Linked DNA regions of Sus scrofa: regions 1 and 3 are each linked to region 2. Evidence: chromatin contacts called from public Hi-C data. All regions are on one chromosome and are shown on one strand. Each heading gives the region's core, a stretch centred on a gene start, on an enhancer-like site or on the middle of the called end of the contact. The rest is flanking DNA. Distances are from core to core; before and after follow the strand shown.

Region 1 (4,251 bases), core at 1,701-4,200, 830 kb before region 2:
TGGTCTTCCATCTGCCTTCAAGAGGGGAAGGGACTTGCCTAGGGCCACATGCAGGTCTCCTGCCTCACAGAGTAGGGCTATCCTGAGACACCAGGAGGTTGAAGTTGGGAGGTACCCAAGAATTCCTGGGGATGATGTGTCCTTGACCATGAGTGGAAGAGCTGTTTTTTCACTATTCTTAGGCCCTAGTATAAAGTTCAAAGGGGGTTCAGAACTAGGGGACAGGGGAGGAGGAGATAAATACTAGCAGGAATATTTCCTTAACTATGATTCCATTCCTCTCTGTCAGCCTTAGGACTGCAGTTAGATTACCCATCCCAGAGCCTGCAAGTGCCCCTTTAGAAATTTGCTCCTTGTGGCTCTGGGGTTAAACATCACCTTTTCTAGGCCCTCTGGGGAGTGGTGAGGCAGGAAATAGAAAGTGGGCTTTATCCAATGCCTTTCTCTGCCACTCCTTGGCCCCACAGGACCAGTGTGTGGAGATCACTGAGGAGTCCAAGGCTCTCCTGGAGGAATACAACAAGACTGTATCCTTTCTGCTGTCCAGAGTCCTATCCCCTTTTCTATTTCTGGCTCTGGCTCTCCCATCCCATCCCAACCAGCCTCTCTACTCCCCTGCTCCTCCACCCTTCCGACAGGTACAAAAATCTCTCCACTCCCTCTTTCAGACTCCTGTTCTCACCTTGACCTTCAATCAGACAATGCTTCTCTCCAAGCAGTTTGTGCAGTGGGATGAACTACTTTGCCAGCTAGAGGCTGCCAAGCAAGTGAAGCCAGCCGAGGAATGATGGCTGCTGCCCACCCCAGGTGGATCAGGACAACCAGGCTTCAAGCCCTGGGACAACCTGCCCTTGTAACAGGCAGAGCAGAGGCAGCTCTCTATTTATTGGATTCACACCCTACCTAGACAGGCTTAGGTGGGGCTCTTGCTACTTGAGATTTGCTATTTGCGCCCCTCCCCTCATCAGTGTCCTAGTCCAGTGACAATAAACTGTGGAGATCATTGAAGGAGTGTGCCAGCTTCCTGATCCAGGATGGGGGTGGTGGTGGGGATAAGGGTGGTGGAGGCCAGAGAGTGGCATCAGCCTTCCTAGTAGTTTGGACCAAGAGCTATACTCATTAGTCTGGCTTTCTGGGAAATGTAGAGCTCTCATGACAAATGCTCTCATTTGCTTGATGTGAGTGGACATTCGTTTATGTGTCCATTTATCCCACATTTACCAAGTACACGCTAAATGTCAGATGCCAGAGTTACTCTTGTGGCGCCTAAGAAGTGAATCCGACTAGACCCTAAAAAGACAAAAAGACCAAAAAAATAAAAAGAGAGAGACATTGTTTGGAGTTCCCGTCGTGGTGCAGTGGTTAACAAATCTGACTAGGAACCATGAGGTTGTGGTTCGATCCCTGGCCTCGCTCAGTGGGTTAAGGATCTGGTGTTGCCATGAGCTGTGGTGTAGTTTGCCGATGCAGCTCGGATCTGGAATTGCTGTGGCTGTGGCTGTGGCCAGCAGCTACAGCTCTGATTAGACCCCTAGCCTGGGAACCTCCATATGCCAAAGGTGCAGCCCTAAAAAGACCAAAAAAAAAAAAAAAAAAAAAAAAAAGAAAAAGAAAAAGAGAGAGAGAGAATCCAACTAGTAACCAGGAGGTGGCAGGTTTGATCCTTGGCCTCGCTCAGTGGGTTAAGGATCTGGCACTGCCAAGAGCTGTGGTGTAGGTCGAAGATGTGGTTCAGATCTTGCGTTGCTGTGGCTGTGGACCAGAAGCTGTAGCTTGGATTGGACCCCTAGCCTGGGAATCTCCATATGCCACGCGTAGCCCTAAAAAGAAAAAAAAAAAAAAAAAAAAAAAAAATTAAAAAGGTCAGATGCCAACCAGGTGGGAAGGACACAGATAGGGTCCACCTGATCCCTACCCTTTACAGCCTAGCTAGGGAGACAGTCAAGGAAAAGGGAAGGGGACCAGGTGGCACCAGGGTTCTTTGTGGCACAGAAGAAAAAGGAAAGTGGGGGACATCCCTGGAGGGTGATACACAGGGTCTTTGAGAGCCGAGGTTGCAGCATGTGCAAAGGCAGAGGGGAGCTTTTAAGTTTTTTTCTGGGGAGCCTACTTGGTGCTATACCGAGAAGGGGAGCCTAAAAGAGGTTTGGAGACGGGGATTTTAGTTGGGTGCGGGGGTGGTTGGAAAGGAGAAGGGGCAGGTTGGAGCCGAGAAACAGTGGCACTTCACTCCACCAAGTGTTTGCTGCCCCCTTGTGGTCTCAGGGACTGCTGTGCCTCCAGGCCCCTTTCATCCGCCGCCGGCCTTCCACCCCACCCGCGCGGTCTCGTTGGCATTTCGAATTGAGCTCGTCTGATACTGGGAGTCATCCTAGACTCTTCCCTCTTTCTCCGTCGGAACAGTCGCCAAACCTACTTCCTGTTATCTTCCAAATGAATCTACTTCTCCCCATTACTCTGCCATTTCTCTAGTTCATTCTTTCAACAAATAATTTAACAAATATTTGAGCCCTATCATACGCTGGTCCATGTGGACACGCCCCCGGGAGTCACCAGCGGATGCGGCCGGTCCCCGCTCCCTTCTGCGCTGCGGCCAGAGTGAGCTGTGCCAAAAAGATCTGGTTTGACCTGCGCCTGATGAAACCTCCCCGTGATACGCCAGTGTCCACAAGATGAGGTCTAGACTCAGAACTCTGTGACCAAAGTTCTTGTCCCCGCAGCAGCAGCCCCCCTCTTGCTCCCGTCCGAAGTGAAACCCGCTGCTCTGCCTTTGTTACTGCACTGTGTTCAACAGAGGTCAAATCCTTCACTTCCTTCCGACGGGAGACGACTCCTAATACCCTCATGCCACCGGCCCTCGCGTCGCGGCTGGGCTCATACCCACAAGCTGCCGTCGCGGCCGCTCTCAGTTTGTGGGCAGAGTCGCCTCTGGTCCTGTCTCCTGAGGCCCCGCCCCGTCCGGCGTGCGCGGCCCCGCGGCCTCGGCGCGCCCCCGTCCCGCGCCATTTTGGACTAGGAGCGAAGTGGTAGAGTGCGTGGCTGCTGTGGTGAGAGCTAGAACCCAGCGGGGTGAGGGCGCCCGGAGTCGGGGGCAGGAGAGGGGAGGCCGGCTGCTGGGCCGCTGCGCCCGCCTGGACACTGGGAGCAGCCCGGGGCGGTGGCGGCCGCGGACCGGCCGCCAGGAGTAGCCCGAGCAGCCCTCCACGCTATCCCCGACTTACTGAGTGACCTGGGTTAGGGGAATCGACCCAGGGGATCTTTGGGCGAGGGATGCTCGGCCCTGTCCTGGAGGTCCTGGAGTTGGGGAGGGGGTCACTTCTGCCTTTGAGGAGCTTTTGGAAGAGGGGTCTGCCTTGGGGAGCTTGGGGTGTAGAGGCTTGGCCCTGCCCTCCGGGAGCACGAAGTGAGGGAACCTTGTCCTCGTCCCTCCTTGGAGAGTCCAGGGAGAGGAGCACAAAGTCTTGTTCTCAAGCAGCCTGGGCCGAGGGCCCCAGCCCTGTCCCAAGGCGCCCCAGATGAAGGAAGTTCGTTACCAGTGCTGGGCAGCTTGGGATGAGGGGGCTCGGCCAGTGGGGAATCTGGTCCTGTCTCTGGGACTGCGGGGGTCGGGGGAGGGTTATGGCTCTGTCCGGAGGAAGGGGATACAGCCCCCTGTCAGGGGGAGGCAGGCATCCCTGCTCTGGGGGTGAGGGGATGTGGTCCTGTTCCTGGGAAGTCTGGGTTGAGGAGCACAGCCATGTCCTAGGGAGCCAGGGATGGGGGGTGGGGTGGGGGATGGCCTGGGGCACCTTGCCTAGCATTCCTCTGACACCTCCCTGCAGCGGGCAGCAAGATTGAGACCCAGCAGCAAGCGAGATGGAGCACTACCGGAAAGCTGGCTCTGTGGAACTACCAGCACCTTCCCCAATGCCCCAGCTGCCTCCTGATACCCTGGAGATGCGAGTCCGAGATGGCAGCAAGATCCGCAACCTGCTGGGACTGGCGCTGGGGCGGTTGGAGGGTGGCAGCGCCCGGCATGTGGTCTTCTCAGGTTCTGGCCGGGCTGCCGGCAAGGCTGTCAGCTGTGCCGAGATCGTCAAACGGCGGGTACCAGGCCTGCACCAGCTCACCAAGCTGCGCTTCCTGCAAACAGAGGACAGCTGGGTGCCAACCTCACCTGACACTGGCCTAGATCCCCTCACAGTCCGCCGTCATGTGCCTGCGGTGTGGGTACTGCTCAGCCGGGACCCCTTGGACCCCAATGAGTGTGGC
Region 2 (4,600 bases), core at 1,120-3,619:
GCTACCACTGAAACTGTTGGGGTGGATGCAATTTTATTTATTTGCTTTTTTTTTTTTTTTTGTCTATCTTTCTAGGGCCGTACCCGCGGCACATGGACATTCCCAGGCTAGGGGTCAAATCAGAGCCTACGATGGAGCCACAGCAATACAGGATCCAAGGTGCGTCTGCGACCTACACCATGGCTCACACCAACACTGGATCCTTAACCCACTGAGTGAGGCCAGGGATCGAACCCACAAACTCATGGTTCCTAGTCAGATTCGTTAACCACTGAGCCATGACGGGAACTCCTTTTCTTTCTTTCTTTTTTTTTCTTCTGTCTTTTTTGGGCCACACTGGTGGCAAGTGGAAGCTCCTAGGCTAGGAGTCGAATAGAGCTGCAGCTGCAGGCCTACACCACAGCCACAGCAATGCCAGATCCACGCTTCATCTGCAACTGTATCACAGCTCATGGCAATGCCAGATCCTTAACCCCACTGAGTGAGGCCAGGGATTGAACCTGCATCCTCATGGATACTAGTTGTTTGTTACCACTGAGCCACAATGGGCACTCCTATTTGCAATTTTAAATGAAGGCAGGGTCAGAAGAAACCACTTGAGGTTATGTTTAAATAAACAGAGGAACCAGCCTATGAAATGTTAAAGCAAGAGCATTATTCCAGGTTTCTGACTTGTGATCCTCATGTCTTATTTATCTTTATCCTTGACACTGAGCACAGAGCCTGGCATTTAAGGGTCATCAGATGTGGAGTGAGTGGTTGACTGATCTCTCACCTCTGTGGTCTTCCTTAAATTTCAACTGTGGTTATTCCTCTTCTTGGCTAACTCAAACTCAAATCATGCTTCAAGACTTAGTACAAGTCCCATCTCTTCCAGGAAAGCTTCCTTAACAATCAAAACACTCTACAGTTATAAAGAAGGAAGTCCTGCCATTTGTGACAACATGATGAACATTGAGGGCATCATGCTAAGTGAAAGAAGTCAGAGAGAGACAAATACAAGTATTGTAGTATTGCATATGTGGAATTCAGAAAAACTAAACCCAGGGTTTCCATTGTGGCTCAGCAGGTTAAGAACTGGTCTGTGAGGTCCATCTCTGGCCTCGCTGGTTGAATTAAAGATCCAGCATTGCTGCAAGCTGTGGCCTAAACTGAAAATGCAGCTCAGATCCCAGGTTGCTGTGGCCGTGGTCTATGCTGGTGGCTGTGGCTCCCATTCGACCTCTAGCCTGGGAACTTCCATATGCCACAGGTGTGGCCATAAATAACCAAAAAAGCTAAACCCATAAAAAGAGAAATTGGATTGGTAGTTGCCAGGGCCTGGAAGGTGGAAGAAATGAGATGTTGGTTAAAGGGTACAAACTTCCAGTAAATGAGGACAAACTTCTAAGTATCTAATGTACAGCATGGCTCTGCAAAATAGTAAAACATAAGTACACAAAGACAAAGCAAATTTGGCATTTATTAATACTAGGTTATGATGGGTAGGTGAAGAGTATATGGATGGTCATCATATTCAGCAAATTTGGAAAATGTAATAGAGAAAAGCTATTACAATAAACCAGGCACAAGACGTGCGAACTGGACTAAACTTGGCAGTAAAAACAGAGGAGTTCCCTTGTGGTTCAGCGGGTTAAACATCCGGCGTTTTCACTATAGCAACTGGGAGTAACTGCTATGGCAGGGATTCCATCCCTGGCCTGGGAACTTGCACATACTTCTGGTACGGCCAGAATAAATTTCTTTAAAAAACAAAGAGACAAGAGTGAGTAAATTCAAGGTATATTTTAGCGGTAGAACAGATAAGACTGGTTAACTGGGAGTTCCCGTCCTGGCTCAGTGGTTAACGAATCCGACTAGGAACTATGAGGTTAAGGGTTCCATCCCTGGCCTCGCTTAGTGGGTTAAAAATCCGGTGTTGCCGTGAGTTGCGGTGTAGGTCGCAGATGCGGCTCGGATCCCGCGTTGCTGTGGCTCTGGCATAGGCCGGAGGCTACAGCTCCGATTAGATCCCTAGCCTGGGAAGCGGCCCTAGAAAAGGCAAAAAGACAAAAAAAAAAAAAAAAAAAAAAAAAAAAAAAGGTTAAATGGTAAATGAAAAAAGAAGAGGAATCACCGGGGTAAATAAACAAACGCTCACCACAGAAACTCAAACCAGCCCCGCCCTTACCCTTTAGACCCAAGTGCAGGAAGTGAGGGAAAGGAAGCTGCGCCAAGCGTCAGGCAGGCTTCCGGTCTGGCGTCGCAAAGAAGCCGGAAATCGGAGAACCCTGTTTGGCCCCTCCCCCATAGTGGGCGGTCTTGGAGAGTGACAGAGCCCAATGGCGAGCGAGTCGATGGGCACTCACCCAATGGCTCTGGAGCTGGGCGGAGTCCTGCGCCACGAGGCTTGCTGACAATCGTGCCAGCATTTCTGCCCGTGCTTGGGCATTTCTGCCAACGTGGGAAGAAGTTGTAGAGCAAGCGGAATTTAAACCCAAAGTGCCAGCAGGATACCAGAAGGATGGGGCCCGCACCTGCGGGAGCGCAGCATCGCGGAACTGCTGAGGAGCCGGAGGTGGGAGAACCATCTGGGAGGAAGGAATGCAACATGGGGAGGGGGGAACGGCAGAGCCTGATAGCTCGCCAACAAGGGGCACTAGGGCGGTACCTTCTGGAGGAGCCCCATTCCCCCAATGTTTCCAGCCCGGGGTACCGAGACAGGGCTTGGTAAGGGAGATGGATAGAAGCACTAAAGCCTATTGAGCTTCTCTCTTCCCTAGCTCTACACCTTGAAATTGAAGTGGCCCCAGCCCCCACCCCACCACACCCCACTCCACTCCACTCCGCAGCTTGGATCATTTCCCTGACCAGGTCCTCCTTGATGCTGGGTGGGATCTAGTTCTGGGCTCCCCACATGGTGGCGCTCCTAGAGCGCTCCAGTAAGGCTCTTCCGGGTGTGGGAACCTGGAGGGGGGCGGGGCCCGCTGTAGGGGAGAAGGTTTAGGATCCCTCAGATCAGGGTTTGAAGCCTTCTCACAGTATAGGCATACCAACTGTGGAAGCTCTCGGGGCTTCGTTCTAGCGTTTTCAGTTAGGATTGTTGTGAGAATTGGATGATTTACTGTATATCCTTCAAAACCAGTAGGCTCTTTCCATTACTGAGCACTTAATGTATCCTGAAGTCTGTTGTTGTCAGGGCTTGCATGCTGTCGTGGTGTGTGTGTGTGTGACCTGGCAGGGTTTAGATAGAGTAAGAGTGGAGATGGCATTTGCAAAGTCCTAGGACTAACCCAGCAGCAGAAGCAGCTCCTTATACTTGAAAGCACAGGAGCTTAGGCATTGCATTGGGCAGGGTACAGCCAGCTACCACTCCTATCAGCTCCAAGCAGAGCTCCATGCTTGTGCTGTCAAGTATACGGGGAACCCTCAACTCAAGGAGTTTTTGGTCTAGAGCTCAGTAAACTTCTTCTCCTTCCTCTTCTGCCACAATGTGATATGGGATCTCAGTTCCCAGACCAGGGATTGAACCAGGCCACAGTGGTGAAAGTGCTAAGTCCTGACCACTAGATGACCAGGGAACTCCCCAAGAGCTCAGTCATATTCTTTTTTTTTTTTAAGGGCTGCACCCGTAGCATATGGAGCTTCCCAGGCTAGGGGTCTAATCAGAGCTATAGCTGCTGCCCTACACCACAGCCACAGCAACACCAGATCTGAGCTGCAACTGTGACCTGCACCACAGCTCACAGCAACACTGGATCCTTAACCCACTGAGCGAGGCCAGGGATCAAACCTGCAACCTCATGGTTCCTATTCAGATTCGTTTCCACTGCACCACAATGGGAACTCCAGTTATATTCTTTTAAGTGAAAATTATTCTGTTTTACACATTCTAACTTCTATTCAAAGGAGAGACCAGGAGCAGATGAAGTTTTTACCCACATCATCTTTTACCCACATTGTACCATGGTGGCCTGTCAGGCATGGGTACTAGGTATCTATGATCTCACCCTGGCTTCTCCCTCTCACTGACCACAGATGATGGAGTCAGCTCTCGAAGGCCCAGTCAAGGAGGGGAAAAGGGATTCCTCAAAGAAGCGTCCAGTGGCTGGGTCTCCAGTGGGTCTTCTGCAGCCAGTGAAACTCAGCCGGGCAGAACTGTACAAGGAGCCTACCAATGAGGAGCTGAATCGCCTTCGGGAGACTGAAAGTCTGTTCCATTCCAGCTTGCTCCGATTACAGGTACTGAGTGGCTGGGGCATGGGTTAGAGGGGCAGGCTTGAGCCTCTGAGGCTGAAGTACTCTCCCTGCCCCTTCTTATAGGTAGAGGAGCTACTAAAGGAAGTGAGGCTATCAGAGAAGAAGAAGGAGCGGATTGATGCTTTCCTACGGGAGGTCAACCAGCGAATCATGAGGGTGCCCCCAACCTCTGAGACAGAGGTAAGGCAGGTAGTGAGGGGAACTGGAAATTCCAGAAGATGTCCTTGGAGGCCTTGCTATTCTAGGGTGCTGGAAGCTTATTCTCACTGTCTGGAGGCTCAGCTGCGAATGCAGTCAATCATGTGTTCGTTCATTGATTTAGCAAACACTGTGTGCCTTGCAGTAGTTATATTCTTAGGAC
Region 3 (4,765 bases), core at 1,639-4,138, 590 kb before region 2:
GTCACCATTGGTAATGGGCAGGGTCTTCGCTGGGTTCTAAGAGAACAAAGAAGTGATGACTGCATTACCAGAGGGGCCTTGGCCTCCTCGGAGCCCCGCACCCCCTGCGGAGGTAGACGGCCTAGCGGCCTGGCGTGTTATTGTCAAGGAAACTGAGGCCCGAGCGCTCGGCGGAAACCCAGACTGCAACGGAGTCTTCTCCCTGCACGTGGCTTTGGACAAGGCGGGCTGAGCCTGCGAGAACGCTGAAGTGTGCGTCCAGAAAGCTGTGAAAGGGCGAGGGAGGTCCTGAAGCCTGTCCCTAATTCCGTGGTGATAGCCCGCCCCTCCCCAGGCTGTGAGAGGCCGATTCATCATCTTGTGAAACTGGGTCTTACCCCTCACAAAGACATGGAGGAAAGAGTGCCTAAGCCTTGTGCTGGGTTAAGTGCTGGGGTAATTGCTGTCCTGTGGCGAGGATCTAGGGGCTCCCAGATCTTCAATGACTGATCCGCAACCCTCGCCAGAGTCCAGCATTCTCCGCGGCCCAGCTTGGGCGGCAGAAATGAGGCTTCACGGGGAGAGGGACTTCCAAGTGTCTTTCCAGAGGTGATGCCTCGATGGGATCTTGAAGGGTTAGGAGGCTGGAGAATAGGATGTCTGAGCTGTAGGACTGACACCAGAAGTCTTGGTGTGGATTGGGGCGTAGAGGGAAATTAAAAGGCCCGACCCCTTCCTGCCCACCGCTTCCTCCCCCAGGAGTGTATCGCCTTGCGAGCACCGGCCCGGAATGCATTGTGCTGTTTTAACTCCCCCGCAGTCATACTACCCTTGTCCCAACCTTAGGTAAGTCTGGTGTACACACAGGCAAATGCGCACGTACGAGGAAGCTGTAACCTTGGAGCTGCTGGGGATCCCGGGACTAGTTGGGGTGGCAACCATCCACTGCGATGCACCTACTGGAAAGTGTCACCAGGGGGCGGTGGTGCCATGGGGAAGTCAGAACTGGCTGCTAAATGAGGACCCCCCATGAGAGGGCATGGAGATGGCATTGAGGGGTTACAGGCTGGCCATGGTACTTAAAGTCAAGAGATCAGGACATTAGGTTCAGGGCTTGGAATAATGGGTAAAAAGTCTGTTAGGGAGCGGGTATCAGGAATCTAAAATTTAACTGTAGAACCTAAAGTTAAGAGGTCAATGTTGGAGCCTAGGGAGCTGGGAGCAAAATGCTGAAATAAGGTTAGCATTGAGAATTGTGGAGCAAAATGCAGGAGTTAGCATTGAGAATTGCCAGGCAGGTATGAGGGTCCAAAAGAGCTGACGCATCTCTCCCCACAGATGGGACACAAGTCACTTCAAGAAGACTGGTGGCCCCCAGAGAAACAACTATGTTGTCCACCCTGAGTTTGTGTCTGAGACCTATCCTGACTACCACTGCTGGTAGACCCCAGACTGGCCGGGCTAAGGGGGCTGAGCAATAAATAAATTCTTCACCCTAAAGCCTGCCGCCAGTGTCCTTCCCCAGAAGGATCTGGCAGTGAGGAGCCAGTCACTCAGGCCTCTGCCAAGCCCCCTCAACTGCGATGCAGTTCTCAAAGTCGCCTTGTCCATTTCATCACCTCAATATTTCCCTTGGGTGGTCCGGAGTGCCCTCCTGACACATAATATTCCTATGAGGGGCATGTCCTCCTCCTTTCCACCTCAGAGCCCAAACTAGCCATGCGGGAGGGCCCATCTACCTCTCAACCCCAGGAGAGCCCTACAGCTGACATTTCCCCACTATCCCCCAAGCTTAGATGTCCCTTCACCTCCATGCCTCCATTCTGCAGTCAGAGCCATGTCCCTATTCCCAACGTTCTTGATCTCTGTTCCCAGAGCCTCCATCACAGCCTAAAAGTCTCTGTTCAGATACCCTTGCTGCCATGCCCACCCAAGTCCAAGGGGTCCAAACAATTTTGAAGGGTTTCATGACCAAGAAATTTCAAATTATAAAACAAAGCCCTGGGAGGAAGGGGTGGGGTGTTCCAAAATCTCTAGGATCTTCCGTATGTTTGCACCCAGTTCCCCCTGGAGGGAGAAGTATGGTGAGGCATGCCCACTTCCTTGTAGCATGGGTTTTCTTTCTTTCTTTCTTTTTTTTTTTTTTTTTGTCATTAGGGCCACAGGAAGTTCCCAGGCTAGGGGTCAAATCAGAGCTGCAGCTGCTGGCCACAACCACAGCCACAGCAAAGCCAGATCCTAGCTGCATCTGTGACCTAGAGCACAGCTCAGGGCAACTGCAGATCCTTTTACCTTTAACCCACTGAGGGAGACAAAGAATCAAACCCACATCCTCATGGATACTAGTCAGATTCTTAACCCACTGAGCCACAGTGGGAACTCCAGCATGGGTACTTCTAATGGCTTTCATCAAGGGGAGTGGGGGGCAGTGGATGGGGAAAGGCGTTGCAAAATACCGAGCAGAAGCTTGTCTTCTCAGTTCCTGATCTCAGATGCTGTGGTCTGGTCTAGTGGGAATGTACAGGTTGGGCCTCCAAGCTGGTGGAACTAAGCTCCCTCTGTGGGGTCCTTGATTGGATCTAACCTGCATTGAACCACTGAGATCCTCCCAGAATTTCGCTACCCTAACACCATGTGGTGAAATTTTTCCCCTATGGAGACCTAATAAGCGTTATACCCAGACGACCTCAAGCTGCTCACATCTGGAGAAAAATAAATCCCAAGGGTTCGGCTCCGCCCCTTTGCCCGGCAGCTCTCTCCTCCTCAGACGATTCCCAAATTTAGCCCAGAGGTTGGAGGACTCTATATAATAAAGTTCGACAGTTGCACCTTTCTCCAGAACTACATTTCCCAGCAGGCCTGGGGCAGAGAGCCGCCCTCTTGAGGGTAAGCAATGGCCGCGGGGGAGGGGGCGGGGTTCTGAAGGCTGAGGAGGCGGGCTTGGGAGGTTCCAGGCTGGCAGAGGGCCCAAGCTGCCCGGAGTTGGGCACAGAGCAGAGGAGGAGTGGCGCGGGGGTGTAGGGGGAGGCACGGAAGCTAAGGGGCGTGGCCTCAAGTCCTCGTGACACTGTGGGAGGATGGTCTTGCTCCACGGACTCAGGTGGACTCCACGACTCTAGGCGAGACCAAAAGACCGGGGCGTGGCCGAGCGGCCAGGGGGCGGGGCCCGAGGAGGGCCTCAGCTGTCTTCAGTGAGGCGGCGCCCCGCGCTGCGCTGTTGCCACTCAACTTCAGCTAGCGTGGAGGGGCTCGGCGGGAGCCTCCCCTTTACCTTCACTTCTGGAGTCGACTGCCTTGAATGAGCCTAGCGGGAAGTCCTTGGGAGGTTGCCGAGGGAGGACATTTCCTGAACTTTCGCTCCTACAAACGAGTAAGTAGGTGTGGCGAGCCTGGACACCTGGGCCCCTCCTCCGGCCGCGGTTCCCAGCGGGCACTGGTCCCTTGACCTCAGTCTGTCCCTTCGGACCTTGTAGCTGCAGCGCGGGAGGTGGGGGGTGGGGGATTCCAGGCTGTAGACTCGGTCACTCGATCCCCTGGATCCCGACGCTGGGCAGGACAGGGAGATGGGCCGGATCGAGTTGCCTTTGACATTTCCAATCCCACCCTACCCCCGGAATCTTGTGTTCGACAAACCGCTTGACATGGAATGGCCTCCCGTCAGTTGGGCTGGGCCCGCTGCCCCGCCCCCCCCCGCCGCCCCCGCCTTCAGACCCCGCTAGGGGCTGTCAGCCAAGACTGAGGTTGAGTGTCTAGTGGGCAGAGGCTTGGCTAGGGCAAACCCCACCTGCCAGTATTAGCGGGAGTTTGTCCAGATGGCGGAGGCTGCGGATTACAGGGGTCTCTAGCTCCACCGTTAACGCCGGAATCACAGTTCCTCCCCCACAGCCCCTGTACCAGATGCCACAAAAATTGCCACTTCCCACCACCAGAAACCTTCCTGAAGCAAGCAGCAGCACCAGCCCTTGGGAAGACAGGCCTCACCATGCCCACACCCACCTAATGGAAGCCTATCCCACCCTCTTGGCCACAGATCTCCTTTGCTGTGTTCAGATAGCCAGTCAGACCATTATCTTCCATTCCTAAAACTTAATACCATGGAGGGTTAAGCCTCCATTTTGTCTTTTTTTTTTTTTTTTCTTTTTCTTTTTCTTTTTAGGGTCGCATCCGTGGCATATGAAGTTTCCCAGGCTAGATATCGAATCAGAGCTGAAGCTGCTGGCCTACACCACAGCCACAGTAACTTGGGATCTCAGCTGCATCTGCGACCTACACCACAGCTCACGGCAACACTGGATCATTAACCCACTTAGCGAGGCCAGGGATACTAGTCCTCATGAATACTAGTCAGGTTCGTTAACCACGAGCCACAACGGGAACTCCAAGCCTGGATTTTGGATTCAGGCAGCCTTGCTACTTTGGTGACTTCAAACAAGTTCCTTTTTCTTGTTTGAAGTTTGGGCCACTGTTTACTCATCTATAAAGTGAGCACTGCAGCTTTGCCTCCTGTACAGCATTATTGTTAGGGTTGGACGCTGTGGTGGCAGTAGGGAGACCAGTAAAAGGTCTACGGGTTTCTGTCCTTCATCAAAGAATCTTAGAACCCTAGTGAATAAAGATTCTCAGAACCTAAGTGTTAGAAAAGGCTTTTGAGGTCACCTTAGTGGCCCCTCCATGCCTCCAGGAGTCATGAGATGGGCTGACCTAATATGAAAGTTTTGAGGACGACCAGTCTCTTTCCTATTCAGATATGGACCCTTTCCCCTTCTTTCCTTAGTACCCAGAATGG

The links. Hi-C and Micro-C count contacts between places; a contact is called where the count stands out from the background.
Region 1: a contact with region 2 is called in a Hi-C map of mesenteric adipose tissue, with 2.1 times the contacts expected there. The contact joins the promoter of RPP25L here to the promoter of NOL6 in region 2. A contact is called at or near these places in 1 of 5 promoter capture datasets (liver) and 5 of 47 Hi-C or Micro-C datasets (brain, embryonic fibroblasts, mesenteric adipose tissue and 2 more).
Region 3: a contact with region 2 is called in a Hi-C map of embryonic fibroblasts, with 4 times the contacts expected there. The contact joins the promoter of KIAA1161 here to the promoter of NOL6 in region 2. A contact is called at or near these places in 1 of 5 promoter capture datasets (fetal liver) and 1 of 47 Hi-C or Micro-C datasets (embryonic fibroblasts).

What each region holds. Positions count from the first base shown.
Region 1 is chr10:32,186,232-32,190,482 of Sscrofa11.1, forward strand. RPP25L (ribonuclease P protein subunit p25-like protein) reads left to right here and starts at 2,951. Exons shown (of 2, transcript XM_003130658.4): 1 at 2,951-3,047; 2 at 3,822-4,251. The coding sequence starts at 3,856. ARID3C (AT-rich interactive domain-containing protein 3C) reads left to right here. Exons shown (of 12, transcript XM_021064675.1): 11 at 468-527; 12 at 699-1,008. DCTN3 (dynactin subunit 3) reads left to right here. Exons shown (of 6, transcript XR_002336315.1): 5 at 468-527; 6 at 699-1,008.
Region 2 is chr10:33,019,666-33,024,265 of Sscrofa11.1, forward strand. It overlaps NOL6 (nucleolar protein 6), which reads left to right and starts at 2,370. Exons shown (of 26, transcript XM_003130678.4): 1 at 2,370-2,557; 2 at 4,018-4,221; 3 at 4,303-4,419. The coding sequence starts at 2,504.
Region 3 is chr10:32,433,461-32,438,225 of Sscrofa11.1, forward strand. It overlaps KIAA1161, which reads left to right and starts at 2,889. Exons shown (of 2, transcript XM_021064686.1): 1 at 2,889-3,349. C10H9orf24 (spermatid-specific manchette-related protein 1) reads left to right here. Exons shown (of 6, transcript XM_021064685.1): 6 at 739-1,456. The coding sequence ends at 825.